Regions from separate parts of the Mus musculus genome. Here all the other regions are linked to region 1. Evidence: chromatin contacts called from public HiChIP or PLAC-seq and promoter capture Hi-C data. All regions are on one chromosome and are shown on one strand. Each heading gives the region's core, a stretch centred on a gene start, on an enhancer-like site or on the middle of the called end of the contact. The rest is flanking DNA. Distances are from core to core; before and after follow the strand shown.

Evidence for each region. Promoter capture Hi-C pulls out the DNA fragments that hold promoters and counts their contacts. HiChIP or PLAC-seq counts read pairs in DNA pulled down with a chosen protein or histone mark.
Region 2: a CTCF HiChIP or PLAC-seq map of the NIH/3T3 cell line shows a contact between it and region 1, with 8 read pairs. The contact joins the enhancer-like site here to the promoter of Kif6 in region 1. A contact is called at or near these places in 1 of 15 datasets of contacts at CTCF or cohesin (the NIH/3T3 cell line), 4 of 484 Hi-C or Micro-C datasets (embryonic fibroblasts, nephron progenitors, olfactory sensory neurons and 1 more) and 3 of 9 other capture datasets (adipose tissue, liver and pancreatic islet).
Region 3: a promoter capture Hi-C map of the 3T3-L1 cell line shows a contact between it and region 1, with 2.2 times the contacts expected there. The contact joins the enhancer-like site here to the promoter of Kif6 in region 1. A contact is called at or near these places in 2 of 39 promoter capture datasets (both in the 3T3-L1 cell line) and 2 of 484 Hi-C or Micro-C datasets (nephron progenitors and olfactory sensory neurons).

Annotation. Positions count from the first base shown.
Region 1 is chr17:49,612,947-49,617,263 of GRCm38.p6, reverse strand. Kif6 (kinesin family member 6) reads right to left here and starts at 2,092. Exons shown (of 23, transcript NM_177052.3): 1 at 1,962-2,092. The coding sequence starts at 2,027.
Region 2 is chr17:49,748,705-49,753,240 of GRCm38.p6, reverse strand. The region is part of intron 10 of Kif6 (kinesin family member 6); the gene reads right to left. Among named protein-coding and RNA genes, the nearest start is that of Gm16555, 71 kb to the left of the region's middle. Within about 2 kb of position 2,135, at least 40 of the 459 cell types and tissues checked have an H3K27ac peak or open chromatin away from gene starts, as enhancers often do. A contact at or near this core is called in the NIH/3T3 cell line and embryonic fibroblasts, where this site is marked.
Region 3 is chr17:49,776,885-49,781,352 of GRCm38.p6, reverse strand. All of the region lies in intron 13 of Kif6 (kinesin family member 6), which reads right to left. Among named protein-coding and RNA genes, the nearest start is that of Gm16555, 43 kb to the left of the region's middle. Within about 2 kb of position 2,117, at least 24 of the 459 cell types and tissues checked have an H3K27ac peak or open chromatin away from gene starts, as enhancers often do.

The sequences.
Region 1 (4,317 bases), core at 843-3,342:
CTGGCTGTCCTGGAACTCACTTTGTAGACCAGGCTGGCCTCGAACTCAGAAATCCGCCTGCCTCTGCCTCCCGAGTGCTGGGATTAAAGGCGTGCGCCACCACCGCCCTGCTTGTTTCTTTAAACATGGCTAATATTGGGCCTGTAGAGACGGCTCAGTGGTTAAGTGCACTTACTGTTCTTACAAGAAGGACCTGGGTTCAATTCCCAGCACCCAGGTGACAACTCAGACCATTTGTAACTCCAGTTCCAGGAAATCCAATGGTCTTTACTGGCCTCTGCAGGCACTGCATGCGTGTGGTACACATATGGACATGCAGTCAAAACTCTCCTACATATAAAATAAAAAGCAAGTTTTTAATGACTAATTTTTTTCTTTGGAGTCTTTTCCCATAACTTCTCCTGAATGTTTGTCATGAGATAAAGGGCCACTGCTGCTGCTGATGGCAGAGATATTATAATCTCTTTGTTTTAAGAATGTAAATTACCACCGGGCAGTGGTGGCGCACACCTTTAATCCCAGCACTCGGGAGGCAGAGGCAGGTGGATTTCTGAGTTCGAGGCCAGCCTGGTCTACAGTTTGAATTCCAGGACAGCCAGGGCTATACAGAGAAACCCTGTCTCAACAAACAAACAAACAAACAAACAAACAAACAAACAGAACGTAAATTACCAGAGACAGATTCTAAATTATAAGATGACATAATGTTACATGTTTACATACACACAACACTGAAACAGAATAGAGACAAAACATTGTTAACTGTACACTTATTCTACACATTTATAAATACGAACCAAATTGCCTGAATATTCACTTTGGGAGTCAGAAAAAGCGTGTGTGTGTGTGTGTGTGTGTGTGTGTGTGTGTGTGTGTGTGGTGTGGTGTGTGTGTTGGGGGGGTTGTTTGTTTTCTGAAGAGAAAATGTTATCTTCAAAAGCCTTAATGAAAACTAAACTCAGTGCCTTGCACCCCACAAATAAGAGGCAGGTTTGGATGGGAGAGGGAGAAAGATGAGTGGGGACATGGAGAGAGTTCAAAAGCAATTAAAGTTCTTGATACAGATGCAAAATTAACATTTCAAACTAAATGCAGGAGTAGTGGTGAACACCTTTAATCCCAGCGTTTCAGGGGCAGAGGAAGACAGATCTCTCTGAATTCAAGTTCAACCTGGCATAGTGAGACCCTGTCTCAAGACGAACAAACAAATTAAAATTAAAAGTCAGTTCCTGCTATTCACAAGCTGGGCACCCTGGCCATTTTACTTAACCTGTCACACAGTGTCCTCATGTGTAAAATGAGGACATTGACAAGAGTCCCCAGCAGAGGACCAGAAATAAGCCAGAAAAGTCAACTGGGGAGTGGTGGTTTCTCCAAACAGCAGCTGTGACCATGCTCACTCTGGAGGCAGAGAGGGAACGCCTATCTTCACCACCTTGGCAAACTTCTGGATTTCGTACACACCTCAAGAAGGCTGATCAGTGCTTTTCGGGGAGTGGAACATGTTTCTTGTGTGGGGACACATGGCACACTTAACAATGAATGCACGTCGAAACAACAACAAAGCGAAACAAAGGAAAACCCCTAACAGCAAAGCAGTTAGGTAAGAAAACCAGCAGGCCACGAAGTCAAGTGTGTGCACGTTTCTGAAATTGTGTAATCCTGCTAGGAGGGTGCATCACAATACTTGCCCACTGGTCGCCCTACTGGGGACAGGTCAGCCCCTGTTGGGAGCTCCGTGTGCAGGGCTGGGAGGCAGTGATCCAGAAGAGTGCAAGAAATACAGAGCAGGTGAGTGTGCAAACATGTCCACGTGCACGAGTGTGCTAGAGTGTGCTCACGTGTACGGGGCGCGGGGCTGAGGTTGTGGGCGGGCTCCGTCCTCCCTCGGGGCTGCAGTGTGCGTGACCGCCCCGCGCCGACTGCCCCACACGACCCACACCCGGCCCGATGGTCCGTACCCCTTGCTGCTGCTTCCGCACGGTGGGCTTCACCCTAGCGAAAATCTGGATCGTCTGCTTCACCATCACCAGCGGAGACTCCGCACTGACCCTTGACCTTTCCGAGTCCGGACCACCTAAAACTTCCTATTCCCACCTCCCGCAGACACCGCTGCCCTAGCAACAGTAACCAAAGATGCTACCCAAGCAGCACCGCGGCCCCGGGTTCCCGCCTCCTATCCCTAATTGGTCGTGGACTAAAAGGAGGGGCTGAGGGGCGGGACCGAGCAGGGATCGCCGCGCATGTCCGTGGGAGATGCTCTTGGGATGTGGGTTAAAGAGTTTGCAAGCCCGAGTGTGTCTATTTCCTTAACAAGTCCTTCCGCATTCCTTAACTCCTGTACGTCTCTCTGAAGTCAGTCTGCCGTTTATCACGCATTGCAGAAATGACCTTTTTTGGTTGAGATTCCCAAGCTGCTCTGAGTTCACTGGGAAACCATTGTGTGATAAAGCAGGTTCTCAACAGAAAAATCCCAGCCCGAGGGCAAGGGCAGTGCTGAGCTCCCTGTGAAGAGACTGGTTCCCATGTGAAACGTCTGGAAATGATGAGTTCCTGGGAGACAGCCTCCGAAAGCGTGCCCAGCCTCTACTCACCAGGAAAATGCAAATTAAAACCAAACTGCAATGTGACACAGACTGATAGTGGCTGAAAACTTTGTGATATACGTACATATGCATATACATGCACATATATACATATACATGTATACATGGGACATATATGTGTGTGACATATATCATATACATACATATACACACATATATGTACACATGTGTGTGTAGGGGGGGACAATACCAGGTGCCAATGAAGATGGAGGCGGGGGAGGGAGATGAATCACCCTTGGTTCACTGGTGAAGTGGGTAGTATAAAATACTACAACCGCATTGAAAAAAGGAAGTTTGGCTATTTTTTTTTTTGTTGTTGTTGGTCTTAAACAGGATCGCACAGTGTAGTCTATAATGATCCCCACCTCACCATCCTTTTCCATCAGAATCCCAAGTTCTGAGGGCACCTTCATTTCCTTCTTCAATTTGTCTGGGTTTTGCTTTTGGTTTTTGTTTTCCCAGAGAACGGAAGGTACAGCTACTTTGAGACCCACCAGCTGCACTTTGGGGACATTTAACCCAGAGAAATGAAAACTTGTGTTCACAAGAAAACCTGTGTGCGTTTTCTTAATTGGCGATAGTCCCAACCTACAGGCAAAGCAGAAGTCCTTAGAAAACCGTTTTAAAATGAATGAACCATTGATAATATGCAATAGCCTGAATGAACCCCCAGAATTAAAACAAAATCAGAAGTTAAATATTGAATGAGTCTCTTTATGTAACATTCTCTGCACATATATATGCAGAGTCAAAACAAGGGAGGGATTTCACAGTACCAAGTGTTGGCACAGATGCAGAATATCTAGAACTCCAGTTGTAAGTAAGACAAGATGCACCCAACACTTAAAAAAAAAAACAGCCTTAGAGTTTCTTATAAAGTTAAGCATACCCACATCACATGGTCCAAAACAAAAGCACAGACACCTCGAGAGGAATTTTCATGGCAGCCTCACTAACAATCACCCAAAACTAGACGCAAAATCTTCTGTCCTTACAGACAAACAGCTGGTGCAGTCTGTTCAGTAAGAGTGGACTCCCGGTACCTATAGCTACGGCTCAAATGTTTTATGTCCAGAGAAGGATGATGCCAGCATCCACAGTTACATGCCGTCTAATGCCATATATACGATGTCCTAGATAAAGGAAACCCCTAAGGATCAAAACAGATGAATGCTTGCCAAGGCTGGAGTAGGAAGTGGAGTGGACTGCAAAGGAGCATGGGAGTGCCTGGAGTGAGTGTGTCTGTGAGGGGCTTCTGAGAGGGTTAGCTGAAGACCTCTCTGAGTGCAGGAAACATCCAATCCTGAACTGAACGGAAGTGGAAAGAAGAAAGTGAGATGGATACCAGCATCCATCTTTGTCTTCTTCCTGATCTTTCCAGATGTGAGCAATCACCCTTACTTTTCGGCCACCACAGCCAGGAGCTGTTCTCATTGCTGTGCCTTCGCCACCAAGAAGGGCCATAACCTTAAACCACGCTCCAAAATAAAATGTTCCTCAAGCTGCTTCTTGCCAAGTGCTTGGCCACAGCAACAATAAAACTAATGGCTAACACCTTCTGTGTGTGTGTGCATGTGGGTGCATGCACACTCATATTGTGCATGTGTGTGTGGGATATGTGTTCATACATATGAAAAACATATGACAACCTTGGCTATCATTCCTCAAGAGCCATCCACCTTGTTTTTTGAGACAAGCTCTCACTGCCTAG
Region 2 (4,536 bases), core at 886-3,385, 140 kb before region 1:
CATTAGCATCATCAAAAGTGCATGGTACTCAGCCGCAGCTGGCCTCTGCCAGTGTTCCTCATTGCCTTTTGATCTCCACGGTGGGCTCTGGCTCGTCTCAATCTTCCCATGATCCCCCAGGTCTGCCACTGAACTTCCCCTGTGGACCAGTGAGGTGCCCTCTGACGGTGTCAGGCACCTGTGTAAAAGGCTCGCAGGAAGACATGGAAACAAAACCCAAGCTGCTGCCATGGACCTGTGCACTCTGTCCATCCTGGCGATGGCCCTGCCTGAGCAACCAGGCTCTCTCCACACTTTCAGCCGTAATTTGATAACACACTCCCTTCTTCTCAAGGCTATCCTCTCTTCCTTGTGTGCCTTGACATCCTCATCACTATTCTGGACAGACTTTCTTCTCTCTACTTTCAATACTTTTCAGGTTCTTCCTATTCTTACATACACACAGACACACAGACACACAGACACAGACACACACACACACACACACACACACACACACACACTTTAAAAGGACCTCCCTTTGGGGAGGAACAGCCAACCACTGTATCCCATGCTGTCAATGTCATTTGCAGTGTTTCCTGTCCCCATAGCATTCTAGAATCTGTGAATGTACCTGACTATCCTGCTCTCCAACTCACCGTACTTCGTAAGAATGACAACAGGTCTGGAAAGATGTCTCAGTCACTAGGGTGTTCATGGTGAAATCAAGAAGCCTGCATTCAGAACTCCAGCAACCGTGTAAAAAGTCAGCAATGAGGGTGCCTGCCTGTCAACCCCAGCTCAGGGTAAGTGAAAAAGAAGGATACCTGTACCAGTTAGTCCAGCTCAACTGGCAAGCTCCAGGTTCACTGAGAGACCCCCGTATCAAAATATAAGGTGGGATGTGATAGAGGAAGAAAAAATAACATGGACTTCTGGCCTCTAAATACATACTTGGGCATGTGTGTACACACAGTCCCACACATGTGCATGCATATGAACACACACACACATACACACACACACACACACACACACACACACACATACACGATAAGGAATGATGAGATAATTCTTGGTGCTTTTTGTCCCACCACCAACATTAGACGCTCAGTGCAAATATATAGGATAGTAGATGGATTCATTTCATGGATTCCACTCCCTCTTGTTGACCCTAACCGAGGAAAGCAGAAGGCAGAAGGATCTTGGTCAGTTTCTAAGCTGCCAGGCCCCAGAGCAGCCCTTCCATATCTTCCTAACAAGATGAAAATGTCTGCATACTTTCAATTTCTTTCCCATGGCCCACACTTACCTCCCACTGTTGTTATCGTCAGCCCCACGCAGCATATGATAATTTGTGTTTCAGATCAAACTTGGGTTTTGTTTCCATGTCTTCCTGAAAGCCTTTGACACAGATGCCCGACACTTTCAAATGTGAGATGATTTGTAGCGTTATTCTATTTTCTGATTTTATTTTGTTTTCCTGAAACAGACTCTTCTACCATAACCCAGGGTGTCTTCATACGCACTAGGTAGCTCAAACTGACCTCAAACTCAAGCCAATCCTCCTGTCTCAGCCTTCTGAGAGGACAGGCATGAGGCATCTCACTTGCCATTAACTAAGTAGTGACCTTTAAGGCTGCCTTCAGGTGCGACTTTCACATTTTATCTTAGTTTATAATTTTTGTTGCTGTGACAAAATACTCTGACAAAAACAACTTAAGGGAGAAAGGGCTTTAGTTTACAGTTCAAGGCGCAGCTCATCATGGAGGGAGGGTCAGAGTCAGGACAGTGGGAGCGTGAATCCACACTGCATCCATCTTATGGAAATGGAAAGAGCTGAGTCTACTGCTGCTCAGCACCACACCTCCATTTTAGATTATCAAAGAATCCTGCACAGGAAATGGTCCTACCTACAATTTAGATGGTCCTTCCCACATCAATTAACATAGTCAAGGTGGTTCCCGCCCCTCCCCACTCAGGCACACTCAGAGGCCTCTCTCCCTGGGAGCTTTAGTCTGTCAATTTGACAGCCCTAACCATCACCCCATTTATGAATTGACTTTTGTTGTTGTTGAACACGCCTACAAACTGCCAAGTCCACAGAGAATTGTATTGATGACTCATGGTCGTTACTATGAGTTGTTGCTATGATAAGATACCCAGAGGAAATGCAAGTCGGGGAGGAAATGTTTGTTTTGACTCATGGTTTAAGGAGGGTCCAGCACATCATGAGGGGAAAAGAATGGAAACAAGAATCTAAGGCCTGCGGCTGGCTGGTAGCCAGGTAGCTTCAGAACACACTGTACATACATACTGGAAGGAGAAGAGGGGAGAAGGAGAGGGAGAGGGGGAGCGGAAGGGGGAGGGGGAGGGAGAGGGAGAGGGAGAGGGAGAGGGAGAGGGAGAGTATAGGAGGTGAAGTCCACTTAGAGACCCTCAAAACCCAGTGAAGCACCTCCTCCAGCAAAGTTAAAACACAACTGATGAAGGCTCTTGAGAGGTCTGTAACTCAACCTTGCTGATTGTGATTTTGGGTTCTCATGGTGCCAGTTTCTTTAAAGGTGTGTCCACCTTGCTGTGTTCAAACAATATCCCTTCAGCAGACCTAGAGATGCTTAGCTTAGCATTTAGGACACAGGGGGAAGAGATCAAAATAGCTGACTCGGAGGCCTGGAAGCTGCTGCATGCAGATCTCATGCTGGTGGAGACACAGCCGGGGACATCACTGTCTCTGGGCTCTCTAGAGCTGCATAGTCTATGTTGTGAGTAGTAGGTTATTTGGCTCATGCCTTCTGCAGATGCTTGGCTCGGGATGACCTCTTGGCCATCCAGGTCCTGTTGGGATCCTAGCCTACAGGTGTCCATCTCAAAGTTCTCTGTGGATGAGGAACTGCTAGCTTACCTGTAGAGTGTAAGCAGTTTCAGTGAGATGCTGTTGATGAAGCAGGGCTATTACAGGTAGCTGCCATTATCTGCTGTTTCTGTCCCTCAACCTTTACCCTCACCTGCTCTCATCCGGCCCCTCCTTTCCTGGCAACTTTAAAAAATTTTTTTGAAGTTTTTTTCTCCTTCCTTCCTTCCTTCCTTCCTTCCTTCCTTCCTTCCTTCCTTCCTCCCTCCCTCCCTCCCTCCCTCCCTCCCTCCCTCCTTCCTTCCTTCCCTCCCTCCCTCCCTCCTTTGTTCCCTCCCTCCCTCCATCCCTCCCTCCCTCCCTCCCTTCTTTTTATCTTTTTTAAAATTAAATATTTTCTTTATTTACATCTCAAATGTTATCCCCTTTCCTAGTTTCCCCTCTGAAAACCCCCTATCCCCTCCCCCCTCCTCTTGCTCGCCAACCCACCCACTCCCATTCCTGGCCCAGGCATTTCCCTATACTGGGGCATACAACCTTCACAGGACCAACAGCCTCTCCTCCCATTGATGACCAACTAGGCCATCCTCAGCTACATATACAGCTAGAGCCATGAGTCCCACCATGTGTTTTCTTGGTTGGTGGTTTAATCCCAGGGAGCTCTGGAGATACTGGTTAGTTCATATTGTTGTTTCTCCTATGGGGCTGCAAACCCCTTCAGCTCCTTGGGTCCTATTTCTAGCTCCTTCATTGGAGACCCTGTGCTCCGTCTACTAGATGGCTGTGAGCATCCACTTCTGTATTTGTCAGGCACTGACAGAGCCTCTCAGGAGACAGTTTTATCAGGCTCCTGTCAGCAAACTCTTGTTGGCATCCACAACAATGTCTGGTTTTGGTGGTTGTTTATGGGATGGATCCCCAACTGGGGCAGTCTCTGGATGGTCATTCCTTATGTTTCTGCTTCACACTTTGTCTCTGTAACTCCTTCCATTGGTATTTTGTTTCCCCTTCTAAGAAGGACCAAAGTATCCACACTTTGGCACTTCTTCTTGAGTTTCACGTGATTTGTCAATTGTATCTTGGGTATTCCAAGCCTCTGGGCTAATATCCACTTATCAGTGAGTGCATATCATATGTGGATTTTTTTGTGATTGTGTTACCTCATTCAGGATGATATCTTCCAGATTCATCCATTTGCCTAAGAATTTCATAAATTCATTGTTTAATAGCTGCATAGTACTCCATTGTGTAAATGTACCACATTTTCTGTATCCATTCCTCTGTTGAAGGACATCTGGGTTCTTTCCAGCTTCTGGCTATTATAAATAAGGCTGCTATGAATATAGTGGAGTATGTGTCCTTATTACATGTTGGAGCATCTTCTGGGTATATGCCCAGGAGTGGTATTGCTGGGTCTTCAGTCAATAATATGTTCAATTTTCTGAGCAACCGCCAAGCTGACTTCCAGATCGGTTGTACCAGCTTGCAATCCCACCAGCAATGGAGGAGTGTTCCTCTTCCTCCACATTCTCTCCTGGAAACTTTCCTGTCTCATCCTTAAGCCCAAACCTGTCTGACAGCTGGTGACAAAGGAGAGTGACCTGATCTTATCCCCCTAGGACACTCTGTCCAGCCCTGCTGTGTGTCCAGCCCTGCCAGGTTCCATGCCGATTCAGGGAGAAGGGCAGACTAGAGTTGGGTGC
Region 3 (4,468 bases), core at 868-3,367, 160 kb before region 1:
GATCAGTAAGATGGGAAGTCCATTAGAGTGGAGAAGTCGGGGCACACGGCAGCCAGCAGCCGATATGACGGAAGGCTAAGAGACCGAGTCTTCAAACCGGAAATAGAGAAAGTGGACTGGAAGTAGGAGGAGCCTAAGTTCGATCAAAGCCCACCCTTACCAAGTGGCTTCCTCTGGGAAAGCTGTCCCTTCCTCAGCCTTTCCAAATAGTGCCACTCACTGGGGCCACGTGATCAAATACTTGAATATTTGGGGGAACATTCTCCTTCAACGTACCATGACCCCCTCAAGGGGAACGAGAGATTTTTTATTGCAGATGAGAGCTGAGCCAGTTCTCACTTCTCTATTCAGGAGAGGAGTGAGGAGCTACCGAAGAAACAGGCGTGTCAGAAACAAAGGGGTTTTGGCTTAGTGTTTTTGCCAATCCAGTATGTGACTTTGTGCAGGTGCCACATGACCTTGCTCCACCAAGCCTTGGGTGTGTCATTTGCAAAGTACAGTGGTTGGTTTAAGGAATCAGTAGCATGTAGTTTTATGGGTGCTGGGATATGAGACAGAATATTATGAAATTATATTCTGCAATTAGAGATGATAACCCATAAGGGAAAGAAATTTTCATATTTCAACAATATTTCATCTGAGAAGACTCTGACATGCTCAGAAAGACAAACAAAAAACCCAAAACCCAAACTCAAATCAACACAAAAAAACCCCACAGGATGACAGGGATCACAAGTGCTGAGCTTAATGCCAGCAGTGGCTGGCTTAGCAGTCACTACATGTGTCAGGGTGGGGGCAGGGACTCTCTCTCTCTCTCTCTCTCTCTCTCTCTCTCTCTCTCTCTCTCGCTCTCTCTCTCTCACACACACACACACACACACACACACACACACACTCTCATTCCCTCTTCTACCTTAGGTCCACTTTCCAAAGATGGTCTCTACAATATCGCCCATCCCATGGACCACTCTCCAACACTGTCCCATTACTATTGTGGGATGGAGTGTTATTTCCTTTCCTTTGAGACTAGGTGGATCTGTGCATTGTCTGCCATTATCAGAATGTGACAGAAATGATTCCTTAGACCGTACTCTAAAGGCAGCAACAGTTACCGCTGAATTGCCAGGGAGACCTGCTAGCTGTTCCGGAAGCAACCTGTCTGCCCTGGTGCTGGGGGCAGCCATTCTGTGAGGAAACCACATTGCAACCATGTCTCCACATGGAAGGAAACAATATAAGGAGATCAAAATCCCTGTCTCGACACAAAAGCCAGAGCACTTAGCTAAGTACTCCTAAACTCCCCAGCCTGAGGGTTGAAAAGGTGAGTGTTATTTTAGCACCTGTTAAACCTGAGGGTGATCAGTTACTTATTGACAATTTAGATGTTTGGAGCTCTGGATGCCTGCACTCAGGGCAACTTGTGTAAAAAAAAACTTCTCTAACATCACACCACTGGCTTTAGGAGCAGGCAGTGGCAGGAGGCACGCCACTGGCTTTAGGAGCAGGCAGTGGCGGGACGCCAGAAGGACTGGCAGAGTCTGTTAGTGAAAGCTTGGGGTTCTGAGGAGACTCTTGGCAGAGCCAGACCAGGCATTCTTGGGGAAAGGCTTAAGAAAGAGGGGGGGATGTTATCTGAGCTGAGGAAATGAAACTTGTTATTTAGTAGGGAAAAGGCCTGTTGTGGTAATAGAAGAATCCACTCTACTCCCTGGTGGCAATAGCTCTTTGCTACTGCCTCAATACTCTGGATTCTCAAATGAAACACACACACACACACACACACACACACACACACACACACACACACACACAGTCTTATTTTAAAATATGTCTTAAGCAACTCAATGGCTGGGCAACTCCCAAACTACCACATTGTTAAATCCTTCTATCTGATACTCCTAAATTATTATTTACTAAAATCTATATTTCATCTTTGCTAGCCCAGGGCCAATCAGGGGAGGGGTCCCTGGGGCCGTGTTCCCCAGGCTCTTACATGGGCTGTATGTTTTTTCTCTGTTCTCTCGCTCTTGGGCCCGATCCTTGTCTCCCCAGTATGGAGATTCTAAAAACTCTTCTTCCCATGATTCCCTTGCCTAGGAAGTCGAAAGTCCTGCCTCTGTCTCCCTGCCCAGCCATTGGCTTCAGCAATTCTGAAGAGAACAGAGATCAGGCTAATGAGCTTGGGGCAACCCCCAGCATTCTTTCTGGAAATTTCCACAGCTAGACAGGCTTATCCAGGCCTCTTTTCCATGCCTGTACTAAAATCAGACAGGAGAAAGATGACTTAAGAAATACATGGATGAGCCTCTGAGGAGAGGCTGGGAGAATCCAAGAGAGGCTCCAGAATAATTTATTGCTCCAGGATAAGGTCCTTGAGTCTTAAAATGTGGCTTAGCCATATCTTAAGAAAGCCTCCAGGATAGGACTTTAAGATGCCATCCTAAGACCTCATGAAGAGCTTTAGTATTTCTTTGACCATTTCAGAGAGACAAAAGCTCTCTACAGGGTCAGAGGGTCATTCCTGGAGATACATAGACAATAGGATTTCTGAAGGTATTATGGGTATACCCCAAGACAGCTGCCAAGAAGGTCAGAAAGGAAGATTAATGGGTATGGATTACATCTAATGAAGACTACAAATGGATGAGCAAGAATCTCATATTGTATGTGTGTGTGTGTGTGTGTGTGTTGTATGCCTTTTCAGCAAGTTTTTCTTTTTTGACAGGGTCTTTCACCAAATCTGGAGCTCACTAATTCAATTGGGTGGATGGTGAGCTCCTATCTCCACTGCTGTGGAACTGGGATTATATATACTCCAAGCTGTGCCTGGGTTTTGACACGGGTGCTAGGGAATCTCAAGTTGGGTGCTCATATTTTCATGGCAGACACTCTATTGAATAAGAGATCTTTTAAGCTCACCCAAACACATTTAGGCTCTCATTGTGTAGCCATGGCTGCCGTGGAACTCTTCAGTCCAGGCTGGCTTTGAATTCAAAAGATAAGCCTTCTTCTGTCTCTTGTAGGCTGAAATTAAACGTGAGTATAACCATGCCCAACACTTTTAAAAAAATGATACTGTATTAGTGTGAGTTGAAGAAAATGAGGTAGGGAGACATGTAAACAGGCTTTGGGATCCTAGCCCTTTACAGATGCTTATGAGCCAAGAAGGATGCTCGGATGCAAAGAAGAGCCACCTCTTATGGAACAAGAAGGATGTCCCCTACATTGGAGCTAAGGATGGAGAGAGGGCAGAGCCAGGAGCCATAGAAAACACTTTTAAGATGCCAGAATGGAGTTCTACTGGACGACCTGAAGACATGGGCCTGGGTAGATTGTTCTAGATGTTCTGACCCAAATGTGTGTTGAATATCTGTCATGTAACCCCTCTTGCACGCGAGTGTCTATTGCAGCTGCTAAGGTAAGGTTCAGACTATCGACGGATGAGGGGTGGGGGTGGAAACCTGCCCTCACTGCTCTCCTGTGAAGTATGGGATTCAAGGTGAAGCATCCAAAGAAGCCCGTCTGGACCTGATTTAAATCTGGGCCTTGAGCCTGATGGTTTCTACAGACACAGGATTTTTACAGAGGGGGAAAAAATTATAGCCCAAAGCAGGGAACCTGTTGTATTTAATGTGATTTTCTTTTCACTGTGACATCTAACCCATTAACGCAGGTCTCACTTCCTCTATGAAACTGACTGTTTCATGACTGAAAAACGAGCTTGTTCAGAGCAGGAAGGAAGAGTCCATTTGCCCAGCATGGAGCCCAGGTCTTCCATTTCCCGGGCAGACACGACATGCTTGACGGAGTTAAAGTGGTGTTGAAAGCTCAGGGCCTATTCTCCTCCTCCTCCTCCTCACGCAAAAAACCCAGAGAATATTACTTCTCCTTGCTACAGAATTCTAACGCTGTCTATCTGGAATGACTCAAAGACTATTTACTCAAAATAAATCATGTAGATTCTGGAATGCTGGAGTTGGACGGGACCTTAGAGGTCCAAGAGTTCAACCTTCTCATTTTTCAGATGAGGACACTGAGGTTTTATTGGTCAGAGGGATGATGATAAAGTGGTTATGTGACCTGCCCAAGCTTGTATAATTAACGGCAGAGCCAAGAGCAGACAATCCGCCTGACATCCCAGTTTCGTTCAGTAAGCTTCCCTACGAGCCTGCTGTTTGCATGGCATGTGTTAGACTCTTTCCTGCTCTCTTCCCCCTGGATGTTCACTATATAACAGTCAACGGAATCAGGACGTAAGCATTCCTATTAGGCTGTTAACATGCTTTAATGGGTGGGGATGCTAAAGCTATTGCCTTTGGCAAAGTATTGTCTCTATGTTTGTAGACTTTAGGCCAGAGAACTTGTATACCACCTTATCACCGACAATCAAGAACTAAGTAAACTAGCTCTGTTCAAAATATACTAATTTCCTTGCTTTCATGGTTTCTTAGTCTATTTTCTGTTGTTA